Linked DNA regions of Mus musculus: all the other regions are linked to region 1. Evidence: chromatin contacts called from public HiChIP or PLAC-seq and promoter capture Hi-C data. All regions are on one chromosome and are shown on one strand. Each heading gives the region's core, a stretch centred on a gene start, on an enhancer-like site or on the middle of the called end of the contact. The rest is flanking DNA. Distances are from core to core; before and after follow the strand shown. Region 1 holds the start of Slc6a4 (solute carrier family 6 (neurotransmitter transporter, serotonin), member 4). Region 2 overlaps Myo18a (myosin XVIIIA). Region 3 has its middle 19 kb from the start of Myo18a. Region 4 has its middle 9.8 kb from the start of Gm23132. Region 5 holds the start of Trp53i13 (transformation related protein 53 inducible protein 13).

Region 1 (3,786 bases), core at 484-2,983:
CTAGTCTCAGCTGAAGTGAAGCATCTGCCGAGAGCCTCTCCACACCCACACACACCAGTCTGACCGGACCAGTGCTATCATTCTCCAAGACAAGGCCTAGGACACTGTGGTTAAGAGTCTCGTCCAACCCACAAGCAGAGGGTTTGAGCCTCTATCTATCTCATCCTGTTCAGAGAAATGTCACCAATACTCAGCGCTCACAATGTGGCAGTACTACTAAGTAAGGGGAGGCAACCGGGCAGGAGGAGCAAGGCCCTGGGAAGGTCGGCAGTGAGCCGGTAAGACTGAATCCGCATGGGGACGGTCAGATTGGAGACGGGAGTCTTAGCTGATGCTCAAGTCCGCCCTGCTCCTCTGTCTGCCTGGACCCCTCCTCAGAACAAACTTGTTCTTGGGCAGCCTTGTGTCTGCACAGGAGTTACAGGCACGGAAGGGAGACAGCAGACACGTGTGTTCATTGAAAGGGAGGGGCCCAGTGAGGACCCTGGGACCCTGGGGTTCTCCGGGTCATGGAATGGCCAGGCCTGCCTAAGGTCAGCTCCCCCAGCCAGTCCGCTCCCCCACATCGCTAGGGCCGCTCCTTGCATTCCCGGCCCTGGAGCCTAGGTGGCACCAAAGCCTCGTACTGGTGATCCCTGCGGCCGGGAACCGCCCACACCTGCGGACAGTGAACCAACCAGCCCTTCCTGGTGCCAGCGCAGCCCAGCTGCGGCTTCTGATGTCTGGGCTCGAGCCCCTCTGGAACAAAGGGGCGCCGGGGCTTTCTCGCAGACACCGAACTCGCCATTACTACCTCTTTTCTAGCTCTCCCTCACTCGCTTGGCCGGATGAGAAGAGACAGGCTGGCCGGCCCGGGTCCTGACTTCTCTGCCTCAGACACAGTCCAAAATAAGTAACATATCTGCTCTTTAAAAAAAAAAAAAAAAAAGCTCCCGTAATTTTGGTGAAAAAAAGAATGTGATAACATTAAATTCATTTTTAAGCTGTGTGTGTGTGTGCGTGTGCGTGTGCGTGTGTGTGTGTGTGTGTGAACAAAACAATCTATATAGACTTGAAAACAGTGCTCCTGTCGAAATACTGAGCGGCTTGAAAGGCTGGTAGTTTGTCCAGTGCCCAACCCCACAGGCACAGGCGGGTCCGCGGACCAACACCGATGTTCTCTGCAAAATTTTCCTCCTGTGGCTAAGTAGCACTCTCAGATCCTCCCGGGGGTGCTTATTGTAGGCTGCTATCGGGATGGGGAGGTTCCCGACTAAGCTCGCATTCCACCTAGAGAACCCAGACAAAGTCAGGAGTCCTTGGAAAGACGGTCCGCAATCGGCTGTGGTCAAGAAAGAATGCTCTTAGGGAGTGACACGGAGCAGGACCTTAACGTAATTTAGGGCAGATTTGGTAAGGGCAGAAGTGAACCTCGTTTTGTACAGCATCCTCCAGCCACACTAGTCCAAAAGCAGAAGAGTCAGATCCTTCGCCCTGCCCTGCCCTGCCCGGCCCTGCGCCCTGGCTGCTGTATGTGCAGGAATGAGTGGGGGGCTCTGCCGCCCTCCCACCGGACAGGGAGCGTGGACCCCGCCCCTCCCCCCCCCCCCTCCAGCTGCGGTAGCAGAGAAACAAAGTTCTTCGGTCTCAAAGTGACGCAAAAATTCTTGCGGAGCTCTTTGGCGGCGGCTATCTAGAGATCAGACCATGTGAGGGGCCGCAAGTACAAATAGCGCGGCGGGCGGCGCCACTCCAGCGGCCGCGCCGGTGCCTCGAGGGCGCGAGGGTCGAGCCGCCTCCGCAGCCCGGGACCCGCCGCCGCGCCTCCCGCAGGTGGGTCGCTTTCCCTTTCTTCTTATTCTTTTTTTCTCTCTTTTTTTTCTTTTCTTTTTTGTCTCTAACCCACGCTTCTTTCTAGAAGCCCTCGGTCCCCGCGCTTGACTGCCTGGATTTCGGGTGCCTTTGTCTGCACCGCGCAGGGTCCTTTCGAGGGACCCGATGGAAACCCTGGAGACCCAGAGCTGGCCCAGCGCAGCCTCGCTTTTTGGCAAAAGTTGCTGTAGTTTCCAGCCGTGATTCCGTGCTTGGGCTTTACTTTTGAGACAAGGGCTGGTAGGTGGCTTTATGCAAAGACGCTGGCAGACACAAATGCCCAAATAACCAGAGAAACCTTTGAGAGACACTTAAGAGGGTCAAGCCTCTCTCTGTGCGCTCGAATGGTCTCACTGCGGAGCGCGAGCCGACTCAGACAGCTCACAGGCCATTCAGAATTTATGGAAGTACCAGTGGGCTGTGCTATACTAAAGTGTGTAACCAACAGTTGCTGGAGGCGGGGGTGTTTCTAAAAGGCTGGTTGGTGGCCCGAGATTTTTTTTTTTTCGCGTTTGTGTGTGTGTTGCATATTGAATTATTCTTTTTAGTTAAGAGTGCTCAAGAATTTGAAGGGTGTGTATGTATTTTTATGATCATTTTTTTTTGTCCAGAAAAAATGAACCAGGTCAATGGATTATTTATGGACCTGCTAGCTCTCATCGTAGTAAGGGGAGAAATCAAATATTTAATGTGTTTTCAGTTACATGGGAAACATGTCTGAGAAAACAACAACACTGGGGTTTGTTTAAAAGTAATAGAGAGCCAAGACAGCGTTGGAGGCTGTTGGATGGACATGGAGGGGGAAACAGCTCTGACTATGGCCCTTCACTTTTTCGTGGAGCTGTGGATAGCTTCCTTCTCCCACCCTGGTCCCCAGCGAGAGGTACTGCTCCAGAAAAGGCTGATGGGCGGGTTCTTCTGCAGTGCAGGCAATATCTTACTTGTTTTGGGCAGCTGTGAGGCTTGAATCCAGGGTCTTTTGTACCCGGAGCAGACATCGTACCACTAAGCTACATGAAAAGTAGGGACCTAGCCTGGCAGTTAATCTCTGAAATCTCCTGGGTTGGAGCCTTGTAGAGACTTTGCATGGTAAGAAGAGAGAAAGAAAGACTGACTCTGCCCTGTGTGCTAAGGCATACTTGTACTGTTCAGGCGTTCAAGGTTGTCTTCAGCTTCTTAGCTAAGTCAAGGCTAGCTTACACAAGACCCATTTCCAAAGCAAAACAAAGCCGACCACCCCCAAGCAGCTTGTTCATTTGGGTATGGAGCTTTCCTTACTAAGCCTGAACAAGAGCAAGCTGAAACTCCTCCTCAGTAAACCTGGGATTCATGACACTCGGTTGGCCACATTTCAGAGTGGGAATTCCCAGCCTGGGCACTCAAGACTCAAGTCTGTTTCAGTTTCCAGTTAAAGAAAAAAAAAACCATATTATATATTTCTATATGGATGATATGTAACAAATATATATCCCCAGGGTGAAAAGGGGGATATATTAATATCTTAATGGAATCCACGATGTTTTGGGAAATTTTAGAATCCTATGAGCATTTTGATGGAACTTGGATTGGGGAGCAGTGTGTGTGTGGGGTGCATGTGGAAGAATTTCCCTGATGGGTGGTGACTGTGGAGTTTAGGGACATGGGTTGGGCTCTGTGGCAGGCTTACAAAATACTCTGGGTGCCCACACCCAAGAGAAACACGGGTAGTTCTGGAAATAAAGCCAGTTCACAGCCATCTCTAGGTTGTACTTGCTGAGTAGCACCGTTTGGACACACAAGGCAGTCGGAGGAAGCTGAGTTTTACTTTGGATTACTGCTTTGACAGACTTAATTCTTAAAATGCCAATGGCCAGGTGGGTTATTGTGCAGTCATTTCATGCTGGGAAGGCAAATAGGGCGTTAGCTGTTTTCAGTAACACTGGAGGTCCTCTGGGG
Region 2 (3,786 bases), core at 871-3,370, 790 kb after region 1:
GAAAATACCAGATAGGCAAGCACCCTGACTGGGGTGGCTGGGGAGTGGGGTGAAGGAGTGTGTGTGTGTGTGTGTGTGTGTGGCGGGGTGGAAACACAAGTATTTTAAAAATGCTGCAAATCTCTACAGCGTTTCCCAGAAACCACAAGCATGTGCTGGGCCTGCCAGCAGGGTTCCCGCCACCCCACTACACCAAGCAGCTAGAGTCTCCCAGTGAAGCCGGGAGTGGAAGTCAGTTTGGTGGGGGTAGCGAGGGGATGGGGATGCGTGACCCAGTTGAAGTAGGGGCACCCTGCTGCCAGGACAAGACATCTGGCGCCTCCATTGTCAATCCTGTGGTAGGGAAGTGCCCTAGGCATCAGGAAAGTCTGTGGGCACCTACTGTGTCAGACAGGCTCTGTGGAGGAGTGCCATTTTCATGGTTTCCCTGCCCCCTGCTGTGCAGTTTCAGGGGGACAGGCACTTCCAGCTCCCGGATGGTGGTTGGCAGCAGCCTAGGATCTGTTAACTACAGAGGACGTTGTCAGCACAGCTTATTTTTCAGTTGGTTGGAGTTCGGTTGGGGGACGATTTCCTTAGACCCGGCTCACTGTGAGTCCCTTATTCTCACGCCAGAGGCCCCTCAGCATCAGGGTGTGGCTGTCTGCCCTGCTAACTCAGCTTCCCTTCGATTTGTGTAGACTCTGGCTTCTCTATGGTGCCCAGTCCAGTGTGGGCATGGGGGCAGATGTACCACCTAGTGGTGATTACTGGATCTAGATAAGATTCCCCTGAACCGATAAGGCGTGGGAAACAGCATGAGAAAAAAATGACAGGTGAGGCCATCAACTTCACTTGTAAACCCATGGCAGACCTCAGCCCTCTGAGGTCCCCAAGCCTAGAAACCTCTTCATCCCCTGTTTTCCTGCCGGGAAGGAAGGGGAAGCTAGGGGTGGCAGTCTTATCCTGAGACGGGCGTGACTGTGACTCTCAGAGAGTCAGCTGGAGGAAGTGAACAGCAGGCGGCAACAGCCAGTCTTCAGTGCGACTGGATGGACAGGGTAGAAGAAGGGTAGCTGAGGAAGCTTCCGGAAGGGCTGAAACAGCTGCCTTGGCAGGTTAGGGTGTGGCTCCCCCAGGATGGGAGAGGAAGACTGTGTTGTCCCTTACACAGCTTCCCTGCCAGACCCTAGATCTCGGAGGCACGGGTATAGCCTTCCCCACACATCCTCTCGTACTGTCTTTAGAATTTATGGTGGCACAGTCATTGCAGTATCGCCGGTGATATTGGCAAGCCCTGCTGCATTGCACAGGGCTGTGTGCCATTATTCTTCTGTATGCATTGTGAGAGAAACTGAAGAAGTAAGGCCAGTGGAGGGCCCGGCAGGAAGGTGTCCAGCCCTGAGGTTCTCACTGGTTCCTCATATGGAATTCTGGGGGCCTCCTCTTGTCCACAGTGCTTTTCCCTGCATACCACATGCACACATGCATATTCCCCAAAGTCTGAATGTCACTTCCTCAGGAAAGCCGTCGCTGATCCTCTCAGACCGTGCCTGTGTCCACCTTAGCAAGAGGCATCCTTCTCCCTCACAGCATCCGTTGCTACCCTTGGAGCACCCATCCTTCACAGCATCCGTTGGAACTTGGTTAGTTATCTGGGTGTTTCTCTCTCCCGAGCAGCAGGAGGAGGCCAGCGTTGGGGGAGTGGTGGGGCCTGTGCCGGTATTTGTGAATGATAAGATGGTTCTTTAGCCAGAGACTGGTTTCCCATTCTCTTGTTTGGTATTCTTTGTGTAGCTAAGGTTTGGTTGATAGAACCCTCCTCCTTTGCTGGTTCTAGTGACCTGTCCGCAGTAAGTTGCTGCTCTTGCCGGAACTCACCAACTATCTCCTATGTGTTTAGGACTTGGCATCTCTCATAATATAGGAGAATGAGGTTCTGCAGGTGTCCGGAGCAGGATCCTGGGTAGGAAGAGACCCAGTTGCTGCCTCTTCAGGGGCATCCCCATGAGCCACTGGAGATTTAGGTTACAAGGGAGCCTACAATGTCCGGTCCAGGAGACCCTAGTGGAATGTGCCTATCTGGCTGTCTGCAGGTCTCTGAGGGGTTGGAATGCGGCCTGGGCTGCAGGCTTCCTCTTCCCTCCTGCTGTTTTCCCTAGGCTGCCTCCGTGCTGGAATGTCGGCAGCCTGGGAAGGTTCTTGGTAAGGACCTCTTCCAGTCTCAGCAACAAATTCCAGCTGGGGCCTGGGGACAGCTCCCACATGGGTACGGAGGCCCCCAGAGAGGGCAACAGGAGCACCAGGCCTGTGGGAACTGCTATACTCTTGGATCTCAGGCTGGTAGACTTTCAGCCCTGACAAGCCGATCTGGAGATCTCTCCTTCCCTTGGCCAGGTCCCGAGGAACCTGAACTGAAGAAGTCAGGAGTGGAAAGAGGAAGCCAGAGGAGAGAGGAGGCTGGCCCTTTCCCACAAGGCCTTGCCTTGTCCAGCCCTGACATGAAACAGGAAGGGGAGTAGCCTCAGATTCCATCCTCAGGTGGGGCCTGCCTACCAGCACCAGGTTCTCTGTCCCACTGCCCCCCCTCACAGCAGGAGGTGACTCTCCTGAGTTTGTCAACCATATCTGTCTGCTCAACATTTCCAGGGCCTGGTTCCTTTCTTGGTGACCTTTGCAGCTCCTGTGCCCTTTGTCCCCTGATCTCATTTCTTCTCCCTCCCATTCCCATTTCTGTAAGGAGCTGACTCACTTCCTCCTCTAACGCCACTTCACTGCCAGGCCCTGTGGCAAACAGGGTGTATGTGGGGAGGGAGATCTCACCCAGGCCACAGCAGTGGGTCTTGGAGGCCATCCTAGGCGCTGGAGGAGGGGGTGGGGAGGAGAGATGGCTGCAGGCCACAGGGAACCCCCCAGCCATTGTGCAGTCTGGACAGGCGTCAGGGAGCACCTGCTTGGGCCACACTGTGTTTGGGGAGGAGACTGACAGTCCTATGAGGAAGGAGGCCGTGCTTTCAGTAGAACTATAGGCTCCCATAGAAAGCTAGCTCTCAGCCCTGGGTGGCATGGGCTAGAGGCCAAGTGGTGACAGCACTGTCAGGCAGCTTGAGAACGTCATGACCCTTTGTGACACCCAGTCTCATGCACAGACCCATCACATTGAATGGACAGTATTTGGAGGTTTAAATAGAACCTTCTAGAGGCCCAGCAAGAAACAAAGGTTTGATATTGTCTCCTGTGTAGGTTCTTGCCGGTGGAGCGCTGCCTCCTGCCTCCCTCTTTAATGAACTGGCTTGATTGTAGAATTGACGGCAGAAGCCCAGTCCCGGCTGGCGTTGTCTTCTGCCTCGCTCCCTTGGGCTCTCCAGGCTGTAACAGCCTAAAGCTCAACACTCCAGGCTCTGGAGGGGACCCAGCTCATGCGGAGCCTGGCATACATAGCCTTTCATCCTTCTGAGAAGATGCCTCAGTTACCTAGGGTGAACACAGGCGGGGACCAAGTCCCCACTCATTTGGGCATGTATTGAGGTTAAAAAGAAAAGAAGTAACCGGGCGTGGTGGCGCATGCCTTTAATCCCAGCACTCGGGAGGCAGAGGCAGGTGGATTTCTGAGTTTGAGGCCAGCCTGGTTTACAAAGTGAGTTCCAGGACAGCCAGGGCTATATAGAGAAACCCTGTCTCGAAAAACCAAAAAAAGAAAAGAAAAGAAAAGAAGAGAAAAGAAGAGAAAAGAAGTGGGAATTGGAAAGATGGCTCAGTGGGTAAACGGATAGAGGACTTTAGTTTTGATCAGTGTAAGTACATAAA
Region 3 (3,786 bases), core at 828-3,327, 760 kb after region 1:
CTCAGGTTTTGTTGGGGGGCAAACTTGGAAACTAATGTTAGGTACCAGTCTATTAGTTTACCTGAGTTCAAACTTAGGTCAGGTTCTCTAAAATGGAGTATGAACTTAAAAAGCTTTGGCATCTCAGTATAACAACATACTGGATTCTTGGACCTTCCATTGTAGGTAGCCATTATTGGTCTCTTTGGACCAAAGCCTGGAAGCTAGTATAATAAAGTGTGTATGTGTGTGTGTTCTTTCTTTCTTTCTTTCTTTTTTTTTTTTAAGATTTATTTATTTATTTATTTATTTATTTATTATATGTAAGTACACTGTAGCTGTCTTCAGACACTCTAGAAGAGGGAGTCAGATGGTTGTGAGCCACCATGTGGTTGCTGGGATTTGAACTCCGGACCTTTGGAAGAGCAGTCGGGTGCTTTTACCCACTGAGCCATCTCACCAGCCCGTGTTCTTTCTTTCTATTATATCTGGTCCTCTGGACAACCACGGCTACTAGGCTAGTTTTTTGTTTGTTTGTCTGTTTTCTTAAGATTTATTTATTTATTTTATGTATATGAGTACATATACTCACTGCTGAGCCATCTCTCCAGCCCCCACCAAGCTACTTCTTTACTGCCAGCATCCTTTGCAGCCTGTGCCAACTGAAACCATGATTGAACTTTGTCTACCCTCTCCTGCTGCACTCTGAGTAAGGACTGGGCTTCAGCTGTCTCCATTCTGGTCAGTGCCCAAGGCAAGGCAGGCCCTAAGGGTGTTGTTCTCCAGGCTTGCAGCCCACAGTATAAGAAGGGACCCAGCTGTGACCAGGCATCACCATTATCTTAGTCAGGGTTTCTATGGCTTCGATGAAACACCATGACCAAAACCAAGTTGGGGAGGCAAAGGTTTATTTGGCTTATACTTCCACAATTGAAGTCCATCACTGAAGGAAGTCAGGACAGGAACTCAAACAGGGCAAAATCTTGGAGGCAGGAGCTGATGCAGAGGCCATGGAAGAGTGCTTCTTACTGGCTTGCTCACCTTGCTTTCTTATAGAACTCAGGACCTCCAGCCCATGGATGGCACCACCCATAATGGGCTGACTACCATCCGTTGTCAATCATTAATTAAGAAAATTAATTAGGGGCTGGCGAGATGGTTCAGTGGTTAAGAGCACCGACTGCTCTTCTGAAGGTCCTGAGTTCAAATCCCAGCAACCACATGGTGGCTCACAACCATCTGTAATGAGATCTGATGCCCTCTTCTGGTGTGTCTGAAGACAGCTACAGTGTGACTTACATATAACAATAAATAAATCTTTAAAAAAAAAAAAGAAAATTAATTAGATCCCCACAGCTGGATCTTAGGGAGGCATTTTCTCAATTGAGATTCCCTCCTTTCAGATGACTCTAGCTTGTGTCAAGTTGGCATAGAACTATCCAGAACAACCATCCAGGGAGACATCCTGGCATCTTGTTTATCCTTGAAAGTAGGGAATGTGGAGTGTACGCATTAAATCCGGATCGTTCCTCCTGAGGGTGCTACCTCAGCAGAGATAGTGATACAAGGGACCTGTAGTGCTGGGGAGAGGGCCCGGTCAGTCAAGTGCTTGTTACAAACACGAGAACCTGAGTCTAATCCCAGCCCCCAGGGAAAAGCTGGGTGTGGTGGCATGTGCTTCTAACTCCAGGGTTGGAGAAGCAGAGATGGGGAGATTTCCTGAAGCTCTCCACAGCCAGTCTATTGCACTCATGTTTCTCGGGGTTCAAAAAGAGTCCTTGCCGGGCAGTGGTGGCGCACACCTTTAATCCCAGCACTTGGGAGGCAAAGGCAGGCGAATTTCTGAGTTCAAGGCCAGCCTGGTCTACAGAGTGAGTTCCAGGACAGCCAGGGCTACACAAAGAAACCCTGTCTTGAAAAACAAAACAAAACAAAACAAAACAAAAGAAAAAAAATTAGTTCTTGTCTCCAAAAGCAAGGTGGAGGAGGGCGATTGAGGAAGACACCTGACACTAACCTCTAGCCTGCACACCTGCCCACACTGACTGGCTGTATTGCCTTAGGTATCTGGCATTTGGGGAACACTCTCCCCAAGTGTAAAAGGAATTTCACAATGCTACTGTTGCAAAGATTAAATAAAGGAAGGCAAGTACCAGGTGCACACACTCCTCAGGAGGCCGGAGAAGCTGGAGGGGGTCCCATGGGAGTGCCCGGCTAGCCCGCGTGAGGCTCTTAGGTGCCAGATGCCCTCTTTCTGGGAAGCCCCTGCCCTACCCTTTTGTCTCCTGGCCCTTTTTTTCCCCCCTCTGAGGCCCCAGGTCTGGTCCACTTCATAACTAGTCACACATGGTCCTGTGACTTACCCCTGTTGTGGTCTTGAACAGTTCAGCCTGTCCTGAGGAGCTGCTGTGAGTCACGTCAGGTCAGCCTATCCCGCTGGGTTGCTTGCGCTCGGGGTCTCCAACTGGGCAATTCATCTGAGTCTGTAGGAGGGGTAGGACCAGGGGCGTGGTAAGAGTGTGTCTTGCAGGGGATACATGGATTAGGGGCTCAGCTCATTATGCTAATTTAATTAATTACAGCCAATTTAGATGCCACATCAGAGTGGCACATGCCTGTAACCCCAGCATGGGGAGGTGGCCATGGGAGGATAAGAACATAGATCAAGGCCATCCTCAGTTATGGTGAATTTGAGGCTGGCCTGGGCTATATGTAATTCTGTCTCAAAAGTAAACGTGGGCTGGAAAGATAGCTCAGTGGTTAAGAATACTGGCCATACCTCAACCTAAGTCAAGTTTCTAGCATCCACGTAGGGCAGCTTCCAACTGACTGTAACTCCAGCTCCAAAGGACCCAACACCCACACACATATGGCATATGCTCATGCAGATACATACACATGCACATAAATAAAATGAAATCTTAGATTAGGTGGTGGTGGCGGCGGAGGCGCACGCCTTTAATCCCAGTACTCAGGAAGCAGAGGAAGACAGATCTTTGAGTTCGAGGCCAGCCTGGTCTACAGAGTGAGTTCCAGGTCAGCCAGGACTACCCAGACAAAGCCTGTCTCAAAAAAACCAAACCAATCAGCCAACCAAATAAATAAAAATAAATCTTATGAAAACATCCCCCCGCCCCCACCTGACTCTAAGCAAACAAGCAAATGGTAACTACTGAAGTTGAGACAGGAACCTACAGGTTTAGGTTTGTCATATTACTTTGCTTACATTTGTATTTTTCTAAATATTCCCAAACAAAACGTTTTTGTGTTTTATTTTCAAGTCAGGGTCTCACTATGTATCCCGGGTTGGCTTGCAACCTCATATGGAGACAAAGCTGGACTTGTGATCTTAGAGATCAGCCTGCCTTTGTCTCCCAAATGCTAGCTTAAGGAGTTATACCACAACACCCAGCTTTTTTATTTGTGTGTGTGTGTGTGTTAGCTAGGTTAGTGTCTTATTCAGCTGGCTTTGAACTTGCAACGATCCTGATCCTTGTGTTTCAGCCTCCCAAAAGCTGGAATTCCAGGGATGTCCCACCATACCTAGCTTCACCTGTGTTCCTAAAATGAACACAAAACTTTGAGGGCCTGCAGAGATGGCTCAGTGGTTAAGAACACTGGTTACTTTTCCAGAGGACCTGGGTTTGATTTCCAGCACCCACATTGCAGCTCACAACCATCTGTAACTCCTGTTTTAGGGAATCTGACGTCTTCTGGCCTCCGTGGGTACTACAAGCACAAGGTGTACATGCAAATAAAACACCCCCACACATAAAGTAATAATAGTAATATTTTACAGTTGAATCT
Region 4 (3,786 bases), core at 810-3,309, 650 kb after region 1:
AGACTGGCATCTCAATAGAGGTCTGTCTAATACAAGAACTGAAGTGCTGACATTTTGTAACAATGAAAGTAAAGAAAGACAATTTGTTACTCCTTTTGGGTAGCCCTGGCTGTCTTGAAGCTTGCTCTGTAGACCAAGCTGGCCTTGAATTTTCTGTAATCCTCCAGCCTCTGCCTCACCCTCTGCTGAGATCACAGCCATGCATGTATGTACTGCTATGCCCTGCCTTTAAAGACACCTATAGCCAATAGCTGGGCAGAAGAGAGATAGGCAGGGTCTAGCACACACAAGGTTCTGAATTCAAACTGGAGCAGCACCTCTCCTCTCCCCCAATATAAGGCTTAGCTTGGCCGGGCATGGTGGTGCACGCCTTTAATCCCAGCACTTGGGAGGCAGAGGCAGGAGGATTTCTGAGTTGGAGGCCAGCCTGGTCTACAAAGTGAGTTCCAGGACAGCCAGGGCTATACAGAGAAACCCTGTCTTGAAAAAACAAATTAAAAAAAAAAAAAAGACTTAGCTTGAGCTACTATAACTAAACACCTTACCATTGGGTAATTAATTATATTTATTTACTTACTTTCTTATTATTTATTTATTTATTTATTTATCTATTGGTTGATTGATTGGTAGATTTGGTTTTAGAGAGATGGTTTCTGTGTAGCCCTGGCTATCCTCAAACTAGCTCTGTAGACTAGGCTAGCCTTGAACTCAGAAATTCACCTGCCTCTGCCTCCCGAGTGCTGGGATTAAAGACATGCACTACCTTTAAAGACAGAAATTCCATTTATGAAAGGCTCCACCCTCAAAAACATAGGAATCTCCCTAAGGCTCCACCTCTCAATGACTCTAGGCATTAGGCTTCAGTGCAAGAATTTAGGAAGATGTATGGATTCAGGCTATTTAGATACAGAGTCTTTAGTTCCTAGATCACCTGGAAACAGAACTGCTTACAGCATTCTTATAGTGGCCATGTGTTTCTAAACTGAAATCTCTGGGAACAATACTATCAGAGACACTGAGGAGAAGCACCGTATTTCTAGGATGGATTTTGGGAAGTACAGTACACTTAGGACATCTTATTGTGTCAAATAAACAAACAAACACACAAACAAATAAATAACTAAGAAAGGTAGTATTCAAGAAACAACAGGAACCCAGTGGTAGTGACACACACCTTTAATTCCAGCACTTGGGAAGCTAGAGCCGGCACATCTCTGAGTTTGAGGCCAGCCTGGTCTACAGAGTGAGTTCCTGAACAGCCAGAGAAATCCTGTCTTGAAAAACCAAAAAAAAAAAAAAAAAAAAAAAAAAAAGAAAAAAGAAAAAGAAAAGAAATGATAGGAATATATTAAAAAGGCCACAGAAGCCAGATGGAAGGACTTAAATCTGGGCAATTAGCACATCAAAGTAAATAATTATAGGGCTGGGAGATGGTTCAGTGGCTAAAGTTCTTGCCATGTAAGCATAAAGACCTGAGTTCAGGGCCAGGCAGTGGCCTGTAATCCCAGTACTTGGGAGGCAGAGGCAGGCAGATTTCTGAGTTTAAGGCCAGCCTGGGCTACAGAGTGAGTTCCAGGACAGCCAGGGATACACAGAGAAACCCAGTCTCAACACTCCCCTCCCCCTCCAAAAAGAAAGACCTGAGTTCAGATCCCCAGAGCCCATGTTACTTTACCTCTTACTGTGATAAAAAAACAAACAAACAAACAAACAAACAAAAAACAAAAAAACAAGGACCAAAAATACCAAGAGAAGCAACAGCAACTTAAGGGCCTAAGAGATGGCTCAGCAGCTAAGAGCACACACTGCTCTTGTCCAGGATCCAAATTTGTTTCCTTTTTTTTCTTTTCTTTTCTTTTTTTTTTCTAATATATTTTACTCAGAACGTAAACACAGATAGAAAGTCTTAATTACTCTAGAGCTATCAATACAAAGAGTTCCAGGGACTTCATGATACTGAGTTTCGAGGAAGAAAGAATGGGCACTAAAGCCCCCAAGCTATCCAAGGCCAGGTGATGACCTCGTCTCCATGAGTCACGTGCACCGTGCGCATCATTTAGGAATTCCAAGTTCGTTTTCTAGAGCTCATGTGGAACTGCTTACAATCATCTGTAACACTGGATCAGAGGATCCAATGCCCTCTTTAAGCACCCAGACATACACTCACAGAGACACATAAATTTTCTATATAAATAAAACATGTTTTTAAAAGAAAATTAAGGGGGGAAAGGTTTTGTTTTGACTCACTATTTTAGAGCCTGGGGTACATAGCTTGGAACAAGAAACCCCATCTCAAAGAAGGTAGAAGGACCAACACCTGAGGTTATCCTCTGAGCTCTGTGAGTGTGCTGTGGTGCTGTGGTGCTGTGGTGTGCTGTAGCATGCTGTAGTGTGCTATGGTGTGTTGTAGTGTGTTGTGTTATACTGTGATGTGCTATAGTGTGCTGTAGTGTGTTGTGGTGTGCTGTGATATGTTGTGCTGTGCTGTAGTGTGTTGTGTTATACTGTGATGTGCTATAGTGTGCTGTAGTGTTTTGTGGTGTGCTGTGTTGCGGTGTGCTGTGCTGTGGTATGCTGTAGTGTGTTGTGTTGTGCTGTGATGTGCTGTGCTGTAGTGTGTTGTGGTATGCTATGGTATGTTGTGCTGTGCTGTAGTGTGCTGTGCTGTGCTGTGCTGTGCTGTGCTGGTCTGTGCTGTGCTGGTCTGTGCTGTGCTGTGCTGTAGTGTGCTATGCTGTGCTGTGCTGTGCTGTGCTGTAATGTGCTGTGCTGTAATGTGCTGTGTGTGCTGTGCTGTAGTGTGCTGTGCTGTGCTGTGCTGTAATGTGCTGTGCTGTGCTGTGCTGTGCTGTGCTGTGCTGTGCTGTAGTGTGCTGTGCTGTGCTGTGCTGTAATGTGCTGTGCTGTGCTGTGCTGTCCTGTGCTGTGCTGTGCTGTGCTGTGCTGTAGTGTGCTGTGCTGTGTGTGCTGTGTGTGCTGTGCTGTGTGTGCTGTGCTGTGTTGTGCTGTGCTGTGTGTGCTGTGCTGTGCTGTAGTGTGCTGTGCTGTGCTGTGCTGTGCTGTGCTGTAGTGTGCTATGCTGTGCTGTGCTATGCTGTAGTGTGCTATGCTGTGCTGTGCTGTGTTGTGCTGTGTGTGCTGTGCTGTGTGTGCTATGCTGTGCTGTGCTGTGCTGTGCTGTGCTGTAGTGTGCTGTGCTGTGCTGTGCTGTGCTGTGCTGTGCTGTAGTGTGCTGTGTGTGCTGTGCTGTGCTGTGCTGTAGTGTGCTGTGCTGTGCTGTGCTGTGCTGTGCTGTGCTGTAGTGTGCTGTGCTGTAGTGTGCTGTGTGTGCTGTGCTGTGTTGTGCTGTGCTGTGCTGTGCTGTGCTGTGCTGACACCTGTTTGTGCCTTCACTTAAGATTATAAAATTATAATAATGCATACTATAAAACAGAAATCCACAAGTCTGTAAAAATAAATCAATAAGCAAATGGGAAGTTGAAAAGACGTTTTTAATTATATGTGTATAAGTGTTTTGTTTGTATGTATATGGCACCAAAGGTGTGCCTGCAGAGGCTGGAGGACATCGGATCGCCTGAAAACCAAGTTATGTGTGGTTTGTGAGCCGCCATGTGTGTGTGCTCTTAACCACTGAGCCATGTCTCAAGCCCCAGGTTTCTGTTTGGTTGGTTGGTTGGTTGTTGTTTTGTTTTGTTTTTTAATAGTGCTAGAGGTAAACTTATGCCTTCACACAGACTAAACAAGTACTCTAGTACCCAGCCACATCTCGAGCTCTAAACAACCAGC
Region 5 (3,786 bases), core at 583-3,082, 510 kb after region 1:
CATAAAGTCAGATGGATTCTGAACAATGAAATAACTTAAACAGAAGGATTACATGCAACAAAGAGACAGCCACGTCCGGTGGTGTACCTGCTGTAATCCTAGCCCTTCAACGGGCAGGAAGATCAGAGCTTTAAGGCCATTCTTGGAGGGGGCTGGAGAGATGGCTCAGCGGTTAAGAGCTCAATCCCAGCAACCACATGGTGGTAATGAGATCTGACACCCTCTTCTGGAGTGTCTTACATACACTACAGTGTACTTACATATAATGATAAATAAATCTTAAAAAAAAAAAAAGGAACACAGTAAAAATAAAATAAAATAAATAAGACCATTCTTGGCTATAGAAGAAGGTTGAAACCAGTTTGGGCTACATGAGACCCTGTGTCAGAGAGAGGTGGAGGGCTGGAGACACAGCTCAGTGGTTAAGAGCTTTTGCTCCTCTTCCAGAGGCTCAGTTCCCAGTACTCAAATGACAGCTCACAACCTATATCTCCAGATCCATCTCTTCTGAATATACAAACACACAGGCCTCAGGCAGTGGCACAGGGTTTTAATCCCAGTACTCTGGAGGCAAAGGCAAGTGGATGTCTGTGAGTTCAAGGCCAGCCAGGTCTACTGTAGTGTATGTAGAGTGAGTTCCAAGACAGTCAATGCTACATGAAGAAGTGCTATCTTAAAAAAAAAAATCAAAAAACCAAAACTAACCAAAGTTAAAAACAACAACAACAAAAAATACCCCACAGGCAAAATTCATACCCATAAAATAAATATAAACAATTTTTAAAAAGAGCATTCATTAAAAATTGAACTGTTTACAACACATTAAAGCACACATTGCTAACATGATATAGTGTTTTGCAATCCAAGCACTATTCACTCACTTCTCAAAGCTGAAGGGACAGAATGCCATCTCTTGCAGAAGAAAATCAGAGCCAAGAAAGACAAGAGAATCCAAATCACACCAGCATTGGGATATAGGTTGTTTTTGCTACCTTCAGAGTAACTTGGAGTTACTTGCCATGCATCTAGCTACTCAACAGAACCCCTGACCCCACACTACCCATCTGCCCTGGGACTGGCAAGTGGAAGCCTCACCTCTTTCTACACAAAGTGGTAAGGAATGGACTGAGAGCCAAGATAGATAGAGGTAACCTGCGAGGCACAGTCTGCCTCCAGGGAAGGCTCCCAAGATGGGCTACTGGTTGTACTTACCTGTCCTTGGCTCACCTGTGTGTAAGTCACTCTTGGTAACACCTACACATGAGAAAAGAAGAGAGCAGCTGGGGACTTCGTGTTGGGTGTGAAGAAGGGGACAACCAGCCCCAAGCCCTGGGCTGAGATGAAGACGCTGGAGACTGAGGGCAGGAGAAACCACAGATGTCCCAATCGGGCGACCACCGAGGGTGCAGCGAGGCCGTTCAAACCCTTCTCGTCCTCGGCCCTACAGGGTTCCTACCTGTGGAGGCACAGGCCACAGGCCTTCAGGACAAGGGGTTCCTGCCTCCTCCGCCGGCTCAGCCACCACCTGTGGGTCCAAGGCGAAGAGCTGGGCGTTGGCCTCTGCGAGGGCCCCGCCCTTTCGGTTCTAGGAGTAGAGGCGCGGACGGATGGAGGGGCCTCCGAATCCCCTCGCGCGCGCCACTCTTTCCAGGACAAAGTTGAAGCAAAGCGCTTTGAGATTCCCCCGGCCAAGACCTTACCCGGAGCCGGTCGCCTTACCTCGCGAAGGCTCAGGAGCCCCACCAGGGCTACCAGAAGCAACCGGGGCGGAGGTGGAGGAGGATGAACCATTTCAGCTGGGCCAGCAGTCCCGCCAACCAACTAGCTGCAGCGCCACTCGCTCGCGCGCGCCCGCGACCCCGCGCCGCTCGCGCGCCCACGTAGACCGCGGCTCGCGCACTGCCTTGCTCCCTCCTCGCCCGGCCTCGTGCCCCGCCCCCCCTACCGCCAGGCCCGCCCCCGCCCCGCCCCGCCTCGCCTACCGCCAGGCCCGCCCCCGCCCCGCCCCGCCTACCGCCAGGCCCGCCCCTGCCCGCCTCCAGGCCGGCGCACGCGTCCTGAACCCAAAGCCGGAAAAGTTAGTCGCCAAGGATCTCCTGGTCTCCAAGCCCATGGAACCACCTCCCTCGGCCGAGATGCGTCCCGGAGCGTTTGTGCGACCATCAGAGCGCAACTGTATCGCCTGAGTAGAATCTTGGAACCCCGCAAAGGGCAGGAAGTGAGATCCTTAAGGACCGGGTGACCCAGGTGGAGACTTGTGTGCTCTTTTGGCAAACCCGCTCAACACGGAATTATGAAATCCTAGCTGTCCCAGAGAGAAGGTCCCGGCTCTAGCGCTTCACCTTCACGTTGCTCCAGTCCTGCTCTCGCTAATAATAAGAACTGAGCCCCGAGCTGTTTTGGGAGGGTCTTAGGCCCAGAAGCCTTAAGAAGCCAGAGCTTTCTTGATTCCCGCTCTCCTTTGCCCAAGGAAACACTGGTCCGAGGAGCTACAGTGCTCAGCTCGGCCTCCCTTGCAAGGGAGCGCTGCAAAGGAAATCCAGCTAAGGATTGACGCCCAATCAAAAGTTTGAAACAGGCCTGCGAGATGGCTCAGTGGGAAACGGTGCTGGCCGCCAGCCTGACGACCAGAGTTTAATCTGTGGACCTAAGTGATTGAAGGAGGGACCTGATTCCCACAGATTGTCCTCTGACCTAGACACACACACATACACACACCCCTAAACAAATCTTTTTAGGTTTGAAATACATCAAAAAATAGTTATTTCAGGCCTCTCCCATGTGCCCGGACTTATTTCACCCACCCCTGCAGAAATGACCAGATGTTGATCTGACCTAAAGAACCACACTTCTCTCTACCAAAGCCCCACCGCGGGGCTAAGCATCCCTTAATCCTCTCCCTCAACATATTCGGCCAGACTCGAGCCTCTTTCCTTTCCTACAGTCCTTCTTGATAAGTAGTGGAGACGCCTAACTCTTGGAAAGCGTCCTTGGGGGTGGGCTGGGAAGGCCACAAGTGTCTACCGGCTAGTGCCCGGATGCCCTCCAGAGAAACGACAGCCACCTCCCTCAAACTCGTGGTCAGGGTCAGATGCTTCAGTCTGCCTCTGGCCAGGTGCAGAGTCCCAGCCCTACTGAGTTATCGCCCAGTTGCTGGTCCTGGCTGGGCGGCAGGGCCAGGCGAAGGAGAGAGAGATAACACGTCTCTAGCTGCAAAGGCAGCAGCGAGTGGGGAAAGTGAAGCCAGCGAGGGATCAGCGCTTTGCTCCCTTCTTGCTTTTTTGCTACTCCTCAATAGCGGATCCTGAGGGTGCAGTGACCCAGGGTCTCCCCTGGAGCCAGACTTCATTGAGGGCAAGGGTAGAAGCAGGCACCTCCCGTTCACCCAGGCCTCCAGCCTCACCCCCTCCCCAATCCTTTCCTAGCACTCCTTGTTCCGCTCTCTCTGGTTGGCCCTCAGGTCCTCGCTCCCGCTTTGTGGCCCGGCTCTCTTTCACCCTCTGCTCCAGCTTGTCGCAATCGCTGTACAAAGGGCTGGGGGCGGGAGTGGGGGGGCGGGCGAGGGGAGCTCGACCCGAACTGGCTGTCTCCTCCTGACCACGACCAATCCGGAGCGCGCGCGCCCTCCTGCTTGGGAGGACTCTTGACAGCCACGGGCGGCCGGGCGGAGCCGCGCGGACAGAACGAGGAGCCCGACGAGAGGACAGCTCCGCTCCCCGCAGCCCAGTGCCTCCCTCCGGGGACTGTCCTGCCAGGCCATGCCTCCGTGGGCGGCCGCTCTAGCGC

What was found. Promoter capture Hi-C pulls out the DNA fragments that hold promoters and counts their contacts. HiChIP or PLAC-seq counts read pairs in DNA pulled down with a chosen protein or histone mark.
Region 2: a contact with region 1 is called in a promoter capture Hi-C map of stem cell-derived epiblast-like cells, with 2.6 times the contacts expected there. The contact joins the enhancer-like site here to the promoter of Slc6a4 in region 1. A contact is called at or near these places in 6 of 39 promoter capture datasets (3T3-L1-derived adipocytes, the C10 cell line, the HPC-7 cell line and 3 more) and 1 of 9 other capture datasets (embryonic stem cells).
Region 3: a promoter capture Hi-C map of the C10 cell line shows a contact between it and region 1, with 4 times the contacts expected there. The contact joins the enhancer-like site here to the promoter of Slc6a4 in region 1. A contact is called at or near these places in 5 of 39 promoter capture datasets (the 3T3-L1 cell line, 3T3-L1-derived adipocytes, the C10 cell line and 2 more).
Region 4: a contact with region 1 is called in a promoter capture Hi-C map of trophoblast stem cells, with 4 times the contacts expected there. The contact joins the enhancer-like site here to the promoter of Slc6a4 in region 1. A contact is called at or near these places in 13 of 39 promoter capture datasets (the 3T3-L1 cell line, 3T3-L1-derived adipocytes, the C10 cell line and 9 more), 4 of 484 Hi-C or Micro-C datasets (the G1E-ER4 cell line, the HL-1 cell line, the N1E-115 cell line and 1 more), 1 of 115 datasets of contacts at active chromatin or transcription factors (forebrain) and 2 of 9 other capture datasets (embryonic stem cells and liver).
Region 5: a FOXA1 HiChIP or PLAC-seq map of pancreatic cancer cells shows a contact between it and region 1. The contact joins the promoter of Trp53i13 here to the promoter of Slc6a4 in region 1. A contact is called at or near these places in 11 of 39 promoter capture datasets (the 3T3-L1 cell line, 3T3-L1-derived adipocytes, the SN4741 cell line and 7 more), 1 of 15 datasets of contacts at CTCF or cohesin (large pre-B cells), 3 of 484 Hi-C or Micro-C datasets (embryonic stem cells and palatal mesenchyme), 9 of 115 datasets of contacts at active chromatin or transcription factors (embryonic basal ganglia, embryonic hindbrain, embryonic midbrain and 6 more) and 1 of 9 other capture datasets (adipose tissue).

What each region holds. Positions count from the first base shown.
Region 1 is chr11:76,996,864-77,000,649 of GRCm38.p6, forward strand. It overlaps Slc6a4 (solute carrier family 6 (neurotransmitter transporter, serotonin), member 4), which reads left to right and starts at 1,734. Exons shown (of 14, transcript NM_010484.2): 1 at 1,734-1,812. RefSeq lists promoters at 1-1,784, 1,206-1,784, 1,440-1,784 and cis regulatory regions at 1-728, 1,206-1,656, 1,206-1,439, 1,633-1,640.
Region 2 is chr11:77,783,456-77,787,241 of GRCm38.p6, forward strand. The region is part of intron 1 of Myo18a (myosin XVIIIA); the gene reads left to right. It overlaps Gm10277, which reads right to left. Exons shown (of 1, transcript XM_030246464.1): 1 at 1,955-3,786. The coding sequence starts at 2,688. The coding sequence ends at 2,044. Among named protein-coding and RNA genes, the nearest start is that of Gm10277, 3.3 kb to the right of the region's middle. Within about 2 kb of position 2,121, at least 182 of the 459 cell types and tissues checked have an H3K27ac peak or open chromatin away from gene starts, as enhancers often do. A contact at or near this core is called in embryonic stem cells and stem cell-derived epiblast-like cells, where this site is marked.
Region 3 is chr11:77,756,229-77,760,014 of GRCm38.p6, forward strand. No RefSeq gene overlaps it. Among named protein-coding and RNA genes, the nearest start is that of Myo18a, 19 kb to the right of the region's middle. Within about 2 kb of position 2,078, at least 1 of the 459 cell types and tissues checked has an H3K27ac peak or open chromatin away from gene starts, as enhancers often do.
Region 4 is chr11:77,647,057-77,650,842 of GRCm38.p6, forward strand. No RefSeq gene overlaps it. Among named protein-coding and RNA genes, the nearest start is that of Gm23132, 9.8 kb to the right of the region's middle. Within about 2 kb of position 2,060, at least 15 of the 459 cell types and tissues checked have an H3K27ac peak or open chromatin away from gene starts, as enhancers often do. A contact at or near this core is called in trophoblast stem cells, where this site is marked.
Region 5 is chr11:77,511,441-77,515,226 of GRCm38.p6, forward strand. Trp53i13 (transformation related protein 53 inducible protein 13) reads right to left here and starts at 1,833. Exons shown (of 7, transcript NM_001024920.1): 1 at 1,720-1,833; 2 at 1,457-1,525; 3 at 1,213-1,254. The coding sequence starts at 1,791. It overlaps Abhd15 (abhydrolase domain containing 15), which reads left to right and starts at 3,677. Exons shown (of 2, transcript NM_026185.4): 1 at 3,677-3,786. The coding sequence starts at 3,759.